2 separate regions of the Mus musculus genome follow, and region 1 is linked to region 2. The links are chromatin contacts, called in public HiChIP or PLAC-seq maps. All regions are on one chromosome and are shown on one strand. Each heading gives the region's core, a stretch centred on a gene start, on an enhancer-like site or on the middle of the called end of the contact. The rest is flanking DNA. Distances are from core to core; before and after follow the strand shown.

Region 1 (5,585 bases), core at 2,496-4,995, 180 kb before region 2:
CATGCTGGAATGCTCTCTGGCTTGATTATTATACAGCTGCTGAGAGCTCAGGAGTGCAGTGGTCCTGTGACTCCCAGAAGACACTGCTGTGCCCCAGTCTTCCCCAATCACTGGCTTTAGGCTTTTCCATCCTCTCTGACAGTGGTCCCCAGGTCTTGCTGGCAGGAAGTGTGACACAGATGCCTCCTTTATGGCTGAGCTGTCCATGTGAACTTGTTCTCTGCACTTTGATCACTTGCCAGCTTCTGTGTTAGCTACAGCCCACTGCACGGGGAAATTTGTCTGATGAATTGCAGTAACTTATGGTATAGAAATGGAATTTATATTTTTGGTTGTGAACCTAGCCTTTAACTGCTGAGCCATCTCTCCAGCCCTAGAAATGGAACTCAGAGGGCAAGTTGATAGTCTATTCATTTATCAACCAAAGATTTTCTTTACTATTTGGAAAGTGTGAAACACCTGAAGGGGACGCCAATGATATATGTACATTTTTAACTTCTTTTGAAAATGCTTGTGACAAAATAAATGCTGCTTTAGGTATATTCCCACAAATGTATCTACTTGTGAGAGAAATTAGGGAAAGAGCAAAATGTAGCAATCTGTAAGACAGAGAGGAATGAGTTTTTAAAAAGTAGGTACTGGGGTGGTGAAGCGCACACCTTTAATTCCAGCACTTAGGAGGCAGAGGCAGTCAGATTTCTGAGTTTGAGGCCAGACTGGTCTACAGAGTGACTTCCAGGACAGCCAGGGCTACACAGAGAAACCCTGTCTTCAACCCCCCCCCCCAAAAAAAAAAAACCCTACACAGTTTCAGAATGGTGGACTTTGTTTGAATGGGGTGGGAGGGTTGGGGAACTGGGGGAAGGTTGAGAGGGTGGGAGGATGGGAAGAGAGAGAGATCTAGTAAATGTTGAACTTGGTCTTTGAGGGGTCCTGTGAGACGACTCAGTGCGAGGAGACAGTTGCTGCAAGGCCTCGGAGGACCTGAGTTGGGTCCCCTGGATTCACACTGTGAAAGAGAACTGACTCTTGCAGGTTGTCCTCTGCGCTCCATGTATGTGCTGTGGAGCATCCCCACCCCAAAACCAGTGATATGTGTAATATAATTTTAGAAGAACATGGCTTTTAAAAAATGAATTTTGAAAAATACCCAGGTTTGCAACAGTTTAAATTAAGCTGGGCATGGTGGTGTGTATCTGGAATCGCAGCTCTTAGGAGGCCTGAGACAGGAAGAGCATATGTCTAGCCAACCAGGAGTACTAATTACAAAGCAAAAGCGTCTCTTAGCAAACAGTGCTTACACACGTGCTCTGTAAAGTTTGTTCATCCTCTATAGAGTACTTGTTGCGATATAGTAATGTTTTATGCTTTAGCGTCACTTAGCTCGAACTTCTGGAAGATGGAAAGACCCACCCAAGAAAAATGCTGTGAATGAGTTACAGGATGAGCTGATGAGCATTCGCCTTAGAGAGGCGGAAACACAGGCAGAAATAAGAGAGATGAAGCAAAGGATGATGGAAATGGAGACACAGGTATGGCGGGCAGGCCCAGGTGGGTGGAATACATCTCTAGATCCAAGTCTTACACAGTTGTTTTCTCAAAAGTAACTGACTATAAAGTTAGGAAGAGTGAAAATGTAGGTTTTAAATGCGAAGTTTGAATGCCATGCCACTGTGTTTAAGGGAGTGGTAAGTGAATGAGGTTCACGGTGGTGTAATCCTGAGAACTGACATAAAAGCTGAGGTCTAGACAGTAGTTTCTAGTCCTCACGCAGACAGCTAAAACCTACCTATTGCTGTCTGCTCCTGTTCTTTTAAGACAGCACCTGTTACCAAAGCGGGAGCTCCAGCAATGCACCATTGTTGTTGTTGTTGTTTGTTTCAATTAAGCTGGCTGGCTAGCAACTTCAGTCTGTCTGTGTAACCCTAGAGTTATAAATGTGAGCCCACCTTTCATATGAGTGCTGGGGATCTAGACTCAGGTCTCCAGGCTTATGCAGCAGGCGCTCTCACTGGGCCATTGCGCCAGTACTGTTTGCTTTGTTTTAGCTTTGTTTTTGTGGATTATTATTATTATTATTATTATTATTATTATTATTATTATTATTATTATTGAGACAAAGTTGTGCTATATCCCTGGCTGGCTTGTCACTCACTCTGTATCCTGGATTGGCCTCAAACTAATGACAGATAATGCCCCAGCCTCCCAGTGCTGGCATTATAGGCAGAAAGATTTTTTTTCTTCTGAGATACAATCTCTGCTTTGACCCTTCAATAAAATTGAAACAAGTTAGACTTTTGGGCTTATTAGTAAAACTCATAGAGTTGCCTTATTGCACAAATTAAGAAGGAAAATTTATGTAGAGCAAGATTCCTCAACTTGAATATTTTTTAAACGTTTGAGCAAGAAATTATTTGTTTTATTTATCTAGCCTGTGCATTATAGGATTTTTAGCAGCATCCTGGCTCTGCCTACCAGATGGTTTTCTGTGTAATGGCTAAAACTGTCTCTATACATTTCCAGTAGAGAATCATGTGTCTGCTACAATGTGCATTCTGCCTTTTCAAGTATGATCCTGAGTAATTAAGTCTCCTAATGTTCCCTTTTCTGTATTAAATGCCTATCTTAAATATATTTGGCCTAAGATGTGCAAATCATTTTGTTTATAAAACCTGTTGTATTGTAAAGGTAAGTTTGGCTTTTTTGAATTACATTCTTCTGAGCTATATTTCACATAAGGTTGTCCTGTGGGATCCATGGGGCAGATTACAGAATCTCTGCTAGTACTGCAATCTTCAGGTGCTCAAGTTCCTTAAATAAAATGGTTTATTATTTTTATATAATATTTGTAATAATATATGTATATGCATTCTCCAGTATACTTTAAACCATCCTTAGGTACAAGGCCTAATATAGCACTAATAGAAATAATTTTTACAGTATACTGTTTAGGGAATAATAAATGTCTACACATGTGCAGTACAGATACACTTTCAAAAACTTCAATCCTTAGCAGTGTGAATTCATGGATACATAGGAGGGGTAACTAAGCATGTGATTGGTTTTCAGAGGATCTCTTCAGTCAGTAGGGGGCATAGTCTACTCATGCGGCACTTTGTATCTCAATGACATTCCATGTCAGGCACGAGATAGTGAATAAGCAGTTCTTAGGATAAACATAGCTTGTTTCTTATCATCTAATTACTTTCAAAAAGTTTTATTGAAATTAAAAATATGAAAGAGGCTAGAATTAGGAAAAGTAGAAATTAGATTTTATAGTGGAAAGTTTTATTTTATGAGCAAAATTCATTTATATCTCTACGTAAGCTTATATATGATTATGACCCATATATATATCTCCTATCAGATAATTCAATTTCTGTGTCATCCTAAGGCTGATTCTGCACACTGGTTGGTCTCTTGTTATGTACTTCTGTCTCTCCTTGCTTTGTCACATGCTTTGTAAATTATTGCACACATTTTCATGTGCCCCAATAAGTGTACACCAAGAAAGATTGGTTATCTTGAAACAGACATCCATAGTATGGGGAAGGGGCTAGATAGCAGCAATTGGGTATCTTGTATAGGGCAATAAATAACTAAGGTAAATAGTTTTTGTGCCTAGCAATGGGTACATATTTCCCTCTGCCAGGCCTTTCATGTGGCAAGTTTGAGTTAATACTGTCAGATGGGCTGAGCTGAGTTTTGCTCTGTGGTTATGCGAAGTGCACTTCAGGGTTCAAATTCCTTTGGCATTACCTCATTTTCAGAACGAGGGCTGGTTTCCCAGACAGCTTTTGTCCTGTCTGTATTCTGTGTCATATCCTAGAGTCGGGACTGGAGTCAGCAGTATTCCTCTATTACTGTTGCAAGGAATTAGAGGGGCAAGGGTGTTTTCTGATAATCCTCAGCCTTAGCCTCCATTTTGTTTTTGTATCAGAGGTATTTGGAAATAATTGCCTGGTTAAATGTATTCTAAAGGCAGTAATTATATCTTGATTTTGAACAGGCCCTCAGAAGAACTTGCTGCGTTCATGCATGTTACATATTATTTCGTACACAGCTTGTAAGCCTCTGGGTGATTGGGTGCCGCTGTGGTCGTCTGTGCTCAGTGTTCATTTGATTTGGTCTTTCTAATCTTCTGTTTATTCTGACTGCTGCATCTTTCCTTCCTTTCCTTCCTTCCCCTTCCCCTCTTCCTTCTTTGTTGCCCAGGCTGGCCTCAAACTCATGATCCATGCAATAGCTAGGATTATAGGTGTGTGTATCATTCCACTTGGCTTTCTCTGACTTCCTGAAATTGAGGTTGCCTTTATTCTTATACGAGCACTTAATTGAGTAAAGTTTTGTAGGCTGAAAACAATCTCTAAAGCATTACATATTTGCTGGAAAGTGCCTTCATTCTCTTTCCTTCATATATACTGTGTTTTCCTTGACTTGCATATTTCGTTAGCACTCTGAACCTCTTCTTACTTTGGGTCATGGTTTCACCAAGTCACGTGGACTTGCCTTGACTTCACAGCATAGTCCAAGTTGGCTTGGAATTTGTGATCCTCTTGTCTCAGCCTCCTGAGTAGCTGGGAATATAACCTTACCTAACTAGGCCTAGACTTTGCCCACTTTTTTTTTCTTTTCTTTTCTTTTCTTTTCTTTTCTTTTTTTTTTTTTTTTTTTTTTTTTTTGTGGCAGGCAGGGGAAGAATAAAATTTTCTCAAATATTAATGGACCTTAACATGGCTTTTTAAAAATGCTGAAAAATTGGACCTTCTTTTATTTTCTGTGTCTTATACATTCTTTTTCAACACTAATATTTTTCAGTATTCATGCCTAATCTTATATTTAATCCTTTCATTGTGTGTGTTATGAATATGTACATATTTGTATATGTTTGGGTGTGAGTATGGAGGCCAGAGGTTGACTTGGGGTGTCTTCCTGGATCACTGTTCATGTTATTTTTTGGGACAGGTCTCCCTTTGAACCTAGAGTTCATTTATTGGCTAGGATAGGTGCCAATGAGCTCTAGAGGTCGTTATCTCTGTCTTCCCTTGCTGTTTGCACCCCAGTGTTGGGGTTACAGATATGTGCCACTATGCCCATCTTTTATGCTGGGTGTTAGAGATGAAAACTGAAGTCTTTGTGGCCATACACGACAAGCATTTAACTTACTGAGGTGTTGCTCCAGCCCTCATTGGATTCCTAGTATCAGCAGTTATATTGGTTTTTAGAAATTTTATTTGATTAGTTTTTAAATTTGCAAAATTTCAGAGACATGATGACACACCTTTATTATCTTTTAAAAGACTTATTTATTATATGTATATGAGCACACTGTAGTTGTCTTCAGACACACCAGAAGGGGGCATCAGATCCCATTACAGATGGTTGTGAGCCACCATGTGGTTGCTGGGAATTGAACTCAGCTCCTCTGGTAGAGCAGCGACTGCTCTCAACCACTGAGCTATGTCTCCAGCCTGGTGACACACATTTATAATTACAACATTCAGCAGGGAAAACCAGAATGGTTATGAGTACCAGACTAACCCAGCTACATACTAAGACAGTAGCTCAAAAATTAAAGTATTTTT
Region 2 (5,258 bases), core at 1,498-3,997:
CAGGTCCTCAAGCTTCCAGTAAGCCACCCCCAGCCATATCTGTAACATTTCAAATGGACACTGCAATTAACCTAGAGAAACATCTGTCTAAGTAACCGACCTACTCCACTGCAGTCACCTAGAGAAACATCTGACTATCTAAGTGACCGACCTACCCCACTGCAGAGCGAGAGGCTCCCAGGTCTGCTCTGCAGAGTTCTCTCAGTCTGAGCAGCCTGAAACACCCATCATGAAGACATCATGAAGACACCCATCATGAAGACATACCTCTTTAGAGTCCTGAGACTTGGTAGTGTCTTCATTTAAAACACAGCGCCCTCTGTAGAACTCCCTGACCCTCAGGTTCAGCATCTCCGTTTCCTTTTTCAAGCTCTCATAACTTGGCAGTGGCTTAATGGCTGTGTCTGAGCCTCTAAAGGGCAGTGTTGCATCTAGGGTGTTCTGAGCTTGACTCAGGGCAGGACCACAACTACCTGGGTCACAACTTATGTCATCTTCATCAAGTTCTTCATCAGGCTCAGAGGCTGAAGAGGGTTTCAGACACACAGAATCGTGGTTCTGGCCATATAAAAACTTCAGTGTTTCTTCTGTCTTCCATTCAGTCAGAGTGTCCGACAGAACTCGGAGTAAATTTGCCTTCGCAACCTCAGGACGCACGTGTACCAAACCAGAGGCTGACCCAGAACCTGGATTTGACTTGGCAAATTTGCTCCTGAAATGCTCAGCACTCTTCTTGCTTATGCCTACAAGCGTAACTTGTGATACACCGTGTTTATGTTCAGAAATGGCTGAAGTGTTAAATCTGTCACACAAAGGGCCAGGTGAAGAAATCTGAGTACTTTCTTTCTTTAAAGGACGTTTACAAGTGGCCACTTTCTCCTGACTATCTAATCTGCAATTATCCAGCTGCTCGGTAACCTCTGACACGGTCTGCTCTCCCTCCTTGGAGTCCACGTTCTGAGCAGCCTTCTTTCTCATGATGCTGCTTTTTGTGTGCGGCTGCGGTCTTGTATCCACTGCCTTTGGTCTGTTTCCTGGTAGAAGAGAAGAAACAAAGCCTTGCTCCTCCTCATCACTGGCTCGCTCACTCCAAGAGCTGGAAGAAGCAGGGTCACACTGCGCCTCCAAGGCGCCGGAACCGTCAACATCTGCTGCTGTCACGGCATCTCGGAAGAACTGTACTACTTCTCCAGAACTGCCGCTGTACAAGGAGAGACCACCAAAACCATGTCAATGGAGACAAAGCTTCCCACAGGGACGCTGGGAATTCCCACGGTAAGAATTTCTGTCCCTCAGAAACAGCCTTACATTTTATACTCTCACACTGACATTTCAGAAGGCTTTCATTTCTCCATATTTAATACACATTTGACAGAATTCTTTTCCAGCTTTCCTTTGCCTTTTCCTAACATTTTACAATTCTTAAAGCAGTATAGCAAACACCATAACCCTCTAAAGACTCTATCCTACTCAACAATTTTGAGTTTTGCTTGAAAAAATAGTTAATATTTTCTTGTTCTGGCTGACCATTATACAGAAATTTTCATGTAATGAAAAAATACAAAAGTCATAACGAAAAATGAAGTTGGCACATCAACATAGTTCAATGAGAGATATTTAAATCTGAGCGCTCATGAATGCAAACAATAAGATAACAGCTGTCCCATGGTTGCACATTTTGATTTTCAGATTCAGTTTCAATCACATTAAGAATTCTGAAGGAGCAAAGGCAAAGCAGAAGTTCCTCCAGCTCATGTTGAGACAAACAAGCACCCATGAGCACTCAGAGTTTGAGGCCTAGTCTAGAAGCACATGGTGGGAAGGAGTGAAGGCCAAGCTAGACAGCAAAGAGCTGAAAACAAGTCCTAGTGGGACACAGAAACTCATCAAAATTTCCAAAATTCCAGGATCACATATATTTTTTTTAACCAGACTCTAACCTACATCATCAGGCAAGTAACTTTTGGATAAGAAGAAAAGAAAGTTTAACTTTAAGAAACTAGATTACAGGCTAGAAAGACAGCTCCGCAGTTAAGATCACTTGCCCTCCCAGAGGACCTGGATTCAATTCCCAGCACCCAGGTGGTTCACAACTGCCCTTAACTTCACTTCCAGGGATTCAACACCATCTTCTGACCTCCCTGTGCCCGCTGGACAAGCATATAGCAAATCGACATACATGCAGGCAACACATATAAAAAAATAAATGAAAAGCTGAAAGAAACTTTCATAGTCTTTATATCCCATTCTGTCTCTTGAGGTTTAAAGCAATGACGTTTTATACTAGGTTAAAGCCAGAAAGGTGTCCATCAATAAACAAGGATCTCTTATTTGTACTCAATACCCTGTGACTAAGGCAGTGATTAGCAACCAGGGACATGTGATCTGAGAGTGAAAGGACCTGTCCTGAGAGACGGCTGGAGCTGAGCAAACACCACCATGAAGAGCTGTGAGGTGGGACTGGCAAAACCAAAAACCAAAAATCTATAGTCTGCGCTTCATATTGATATGTAAGATATTCTTTCAAATGATCAACACATTAATATCTTAAAATCATATAAAACAAGACCATAAAACCCTTTCTCCAAATACAATTGGCACGACCTCACCAACAAAGGAGTGGTGTCTGAGAGAGAGGCTATGTTTGTGTCTATTTCAACAGCTTCAATTAGACTTCCCCAGTGGGACAGCTGCACGATAAATCAGACAGATCAAACAAATCATCTTTCCCTCACAAAGGAAAATGGTGAACGTGTCACACGTTTCTTTGTAGCACACAAGCACAGGAAGTCCAGGCGATCACACCACCTGGCCCACTCAGGTCAGTGAAACTGACTGGAACGAACCTTTGTCCTTTCTTCAGCAGCTGAAAGTCAGGAGGCCTGGAACAAAAACACAGAGAGAAGAAACTGAAGGCAACTGACCCAGCTTGCTTGAGTTTACTACAGCTGTACTGCATAACAAATATAATTAAAGGAGTATTTCAGATGAAGATTTCTTTTTTCTTCCTTAAGGAAACAAACGAAAAAGGGGACAAAGTACTGTAAAATACATGCACAAAAATCTGGATTTGGTGGTTTTGTTTTTTACTTAAAATTTACTCATTTTCAAAACTAAGTTCAAATTCCATGCACACAGTACCGCTTCCCTTGACAAAGGTAAAATCACTCTGCTCCCTAAATTGTAGTCACTGTGAGCTCCAGTCAACATGGTTGTCAGGTTTTCTTTATTGTCAGAACTGTTATCTACGTGTTTTACTTTACACATGCTTAAGCTGGGTTCTTAACTGATCCACCAGCTCTTCAGACAGAGACTATATTGTAATTCTCATCTGGTCACCCTAACTTCTGAGACAGCCATGATGTTAAACTGTGTTCGTTTTGGTTTTGAAGGCCTTGAACTCATAAAGGCCCAGTGCTGGGAGGAAAGGTGTCACCACGCCTGGCTTTTTAAAAAGGTGTTTTGGTTACATAAATATCTGTGTCCTGAGTGTGTGCCTGGAGAAGTCAGAAGAGGAGGTCAGACATCTACAGACAGCTGGGAGTTACATGTAGTCATTAGGATGTAAACCAGGATCCTCTGCAAGAGCAGCAATGTGCTCCTAACCACTGAACCACCTCTTCAGCCCCTGCACTGATTAACTTAGCCCTGAACAATGTGGGTATACATTGTTTGACCACCATGAACACTGAAAAGGCAAATACAGGGCTGGAGATGTAGTTCCGTTGGCACAGCTTCCCTAGCATACTCCATTGCCAGCACCACATTAACCAGGTAGTGGGCGATGGAGGCAGGAGGATCAGTAGTAGCAATGTAGCAGTTTCCTCTGAGAGAAACATTCCATCCTGTAGCGAACTTCTCAAACTAGATGATCAACAGCTCAAAACAGAAGTCCCTGAAACTGACCAGATTCACCAGGTCTCTCCCTGCTTAAAGGTAAATAATGAAGCCTGGAAGAGAGTCACTCTCAAACAAACCAAGCTGAAATGAATGCTATGCTATGGCAGACCAGAACAGCTGCCTGGAAGAAGCAGAGACCAGCCCAGCTGCCTGGAAGAGCTTTAGAATGGGTCACCTGGAAAGGACACTTTCCAACTTGTTGAGCCTTCTCCAGGTTCCTGGCTTCTGTGAGCTGTCACCCAAGCAGGAGTCAGCTTTGGTAATGGAGCTGATTTTGATCATTTCTGCTCGTGTTAGTAACCCTCACCCACATCTCTGTAATAATACCAATAAGACACACTGGGTCACTGTTTGACTTTGGTCTGTTCTGGGTTCCCTAGCTGGGATGTACAGTAGGATGTGTGTTGTGTCTCCCCAGAATGTCTTGTCACAGGGTGACAGAAGTTCAAAGCCAGCTGGGGCTGCTTCAAAGGAAAAAGTGGGGCAAACAGGGGGACAAACATGACAGCCAGTGAGTCCATGAGGACAGAAAAAAATTCAGAGTACCTATGAAGGAACTACAAAGAGGCTTTCTTTTACAAGTAATTTTTGTGTTGGGGCTGGAGAGGTGGCTCCGTGGTTGATAGCACTGACTGTTCTTCTAAGACCAAGATTTAATTCCCAGGACTCACATGTCAGTTCACAACTGTTTATAATGCCAAGATCTTACACAAATACCCTCACACAAACATATATGCAGGCCGAGCACCAACACGCCAATGCGCATAAGAAAAAAAGAACAGAAAAAAAAATGTAGTTTTTATGGTGCTAGATTTTGAACCCAGGGCCTCATGCACACTCGGTAAATGTTCTACTATTTAAGTTCCTTCCACAATTTAAGAAGAACCTTTAAGCACCAAATAAACAGAAGAAACAAAAAGAAATATAAAGGTCTAGAGGCACAATACAGAGACATCAAGCCACCAAATGTAAATCTTATTTAATGACCCAAACAAGGGTGTACTAGGGGGTTTTAAAACTGCAAAACAATTTTAAGGCCAAGAACAAAACCCCCAAACTTTTTAAATTAAAGTGAAGCTAATGTACAGATGAAACTAGAACTTACTTGAATTTTGATGTTTCAAGACTGCCAATTTAAAACGTCAGGCCCAAGTGTCTCCCTCTACTGTGATCACGGCACTGACTAGCTAACTCCCAGGAACGCCTGTACTTGGTTTAGTGCAGACACAGGAGGCACTGCAGGGATGGCTCTCAGCCCTCCTGTCCTTGAAGATGGGAATTACGGCTGACTTAGGCAGTCTTTCCTACTACATCCTTCACAAGTTCTTACCATCACAAAGCACAAGGAATGAAGCCGT

The links. HiChIP or PLAC-seq counts read pairs in DNA pulled down with a chosen protein or histone mark.
Region 1: an H3K4me3 HiChIP or PLAC-seq map of the SCID.adh cell line shows a contact between it and region 2, with 12 read pairs. The contact joins two enhancer-like sites. A contact is called at or near these places in 13 of 39 promoter capture datasets (the 3T3-L1 cell line, 3T3-L1-derived adipocytes, the C10 cell line and 8 more), 6 of 15 datasets of contacts at CTCF or cohesin (CD8 T cells, the G1E-ER4 cell line, the NIH/3T3 cell line and 3 more), 141 of 484 Hi-C or Micro-C datasets (the 3T3-L1 cell line, 3T3-L1-derived adipocytes, the AML12 cell line and 89 more), 15 of 115 datasets of contacts at active chromatin or transcription factors (CD8 T cells, the SCID.adh cell line, T-cell acute lymphoblastic leukemia and 11 more) and 4 of 9 other capture datasets (adipose tissue, bone marrow-derived macrophages, embryonic stem cells and 1 more).

What each region holds. Positions count from the first base shown.
Region 1 is chr5:107,791,646-107,797,230 of GRCm38.p6, reverse strand. Evi5 (ecotropic viral integration site 5) reads left to right here. Exons shown (of 20, transcript NM_001378824.1): 16 at 1,374-1,532. Among named protein-coding and RNA genes, the nearest start is that of Ube2d2b, 36 kb to the left of the region's middle. Within about 2 kb of position 3,745, at least 58 of the 459 cell types and tissues checked have an H3K27ac peak or open chromatin away from gene starts, as enhancers often do. A contact at or near this core is called in the SCID.adh cell line, where this site is marked.
Region 2 is chr5:107,615,765-107,621,022 of GRCm38.p6, reverse strand. It overlaps Rpap2 (RNA polymerase II associated protein 2), which reads right to left. Exons shown (of 13, transcript NM_144911.3): 7 at 2,847-2,882; 8 at 268-1,201. Among named protein-coding and RNA genes, the nearest start is that of A930041C12Rik, 15 kb to the left of the region's middle. Within about 2 kb of position 2,747, at least 7 of the 459 cell types and tissues checked have an H3K27ac peak or open chromatin away from gene starts, as enhancers often do. A contact at or near this core is called in the SCID.adh cell line, where this site is marked.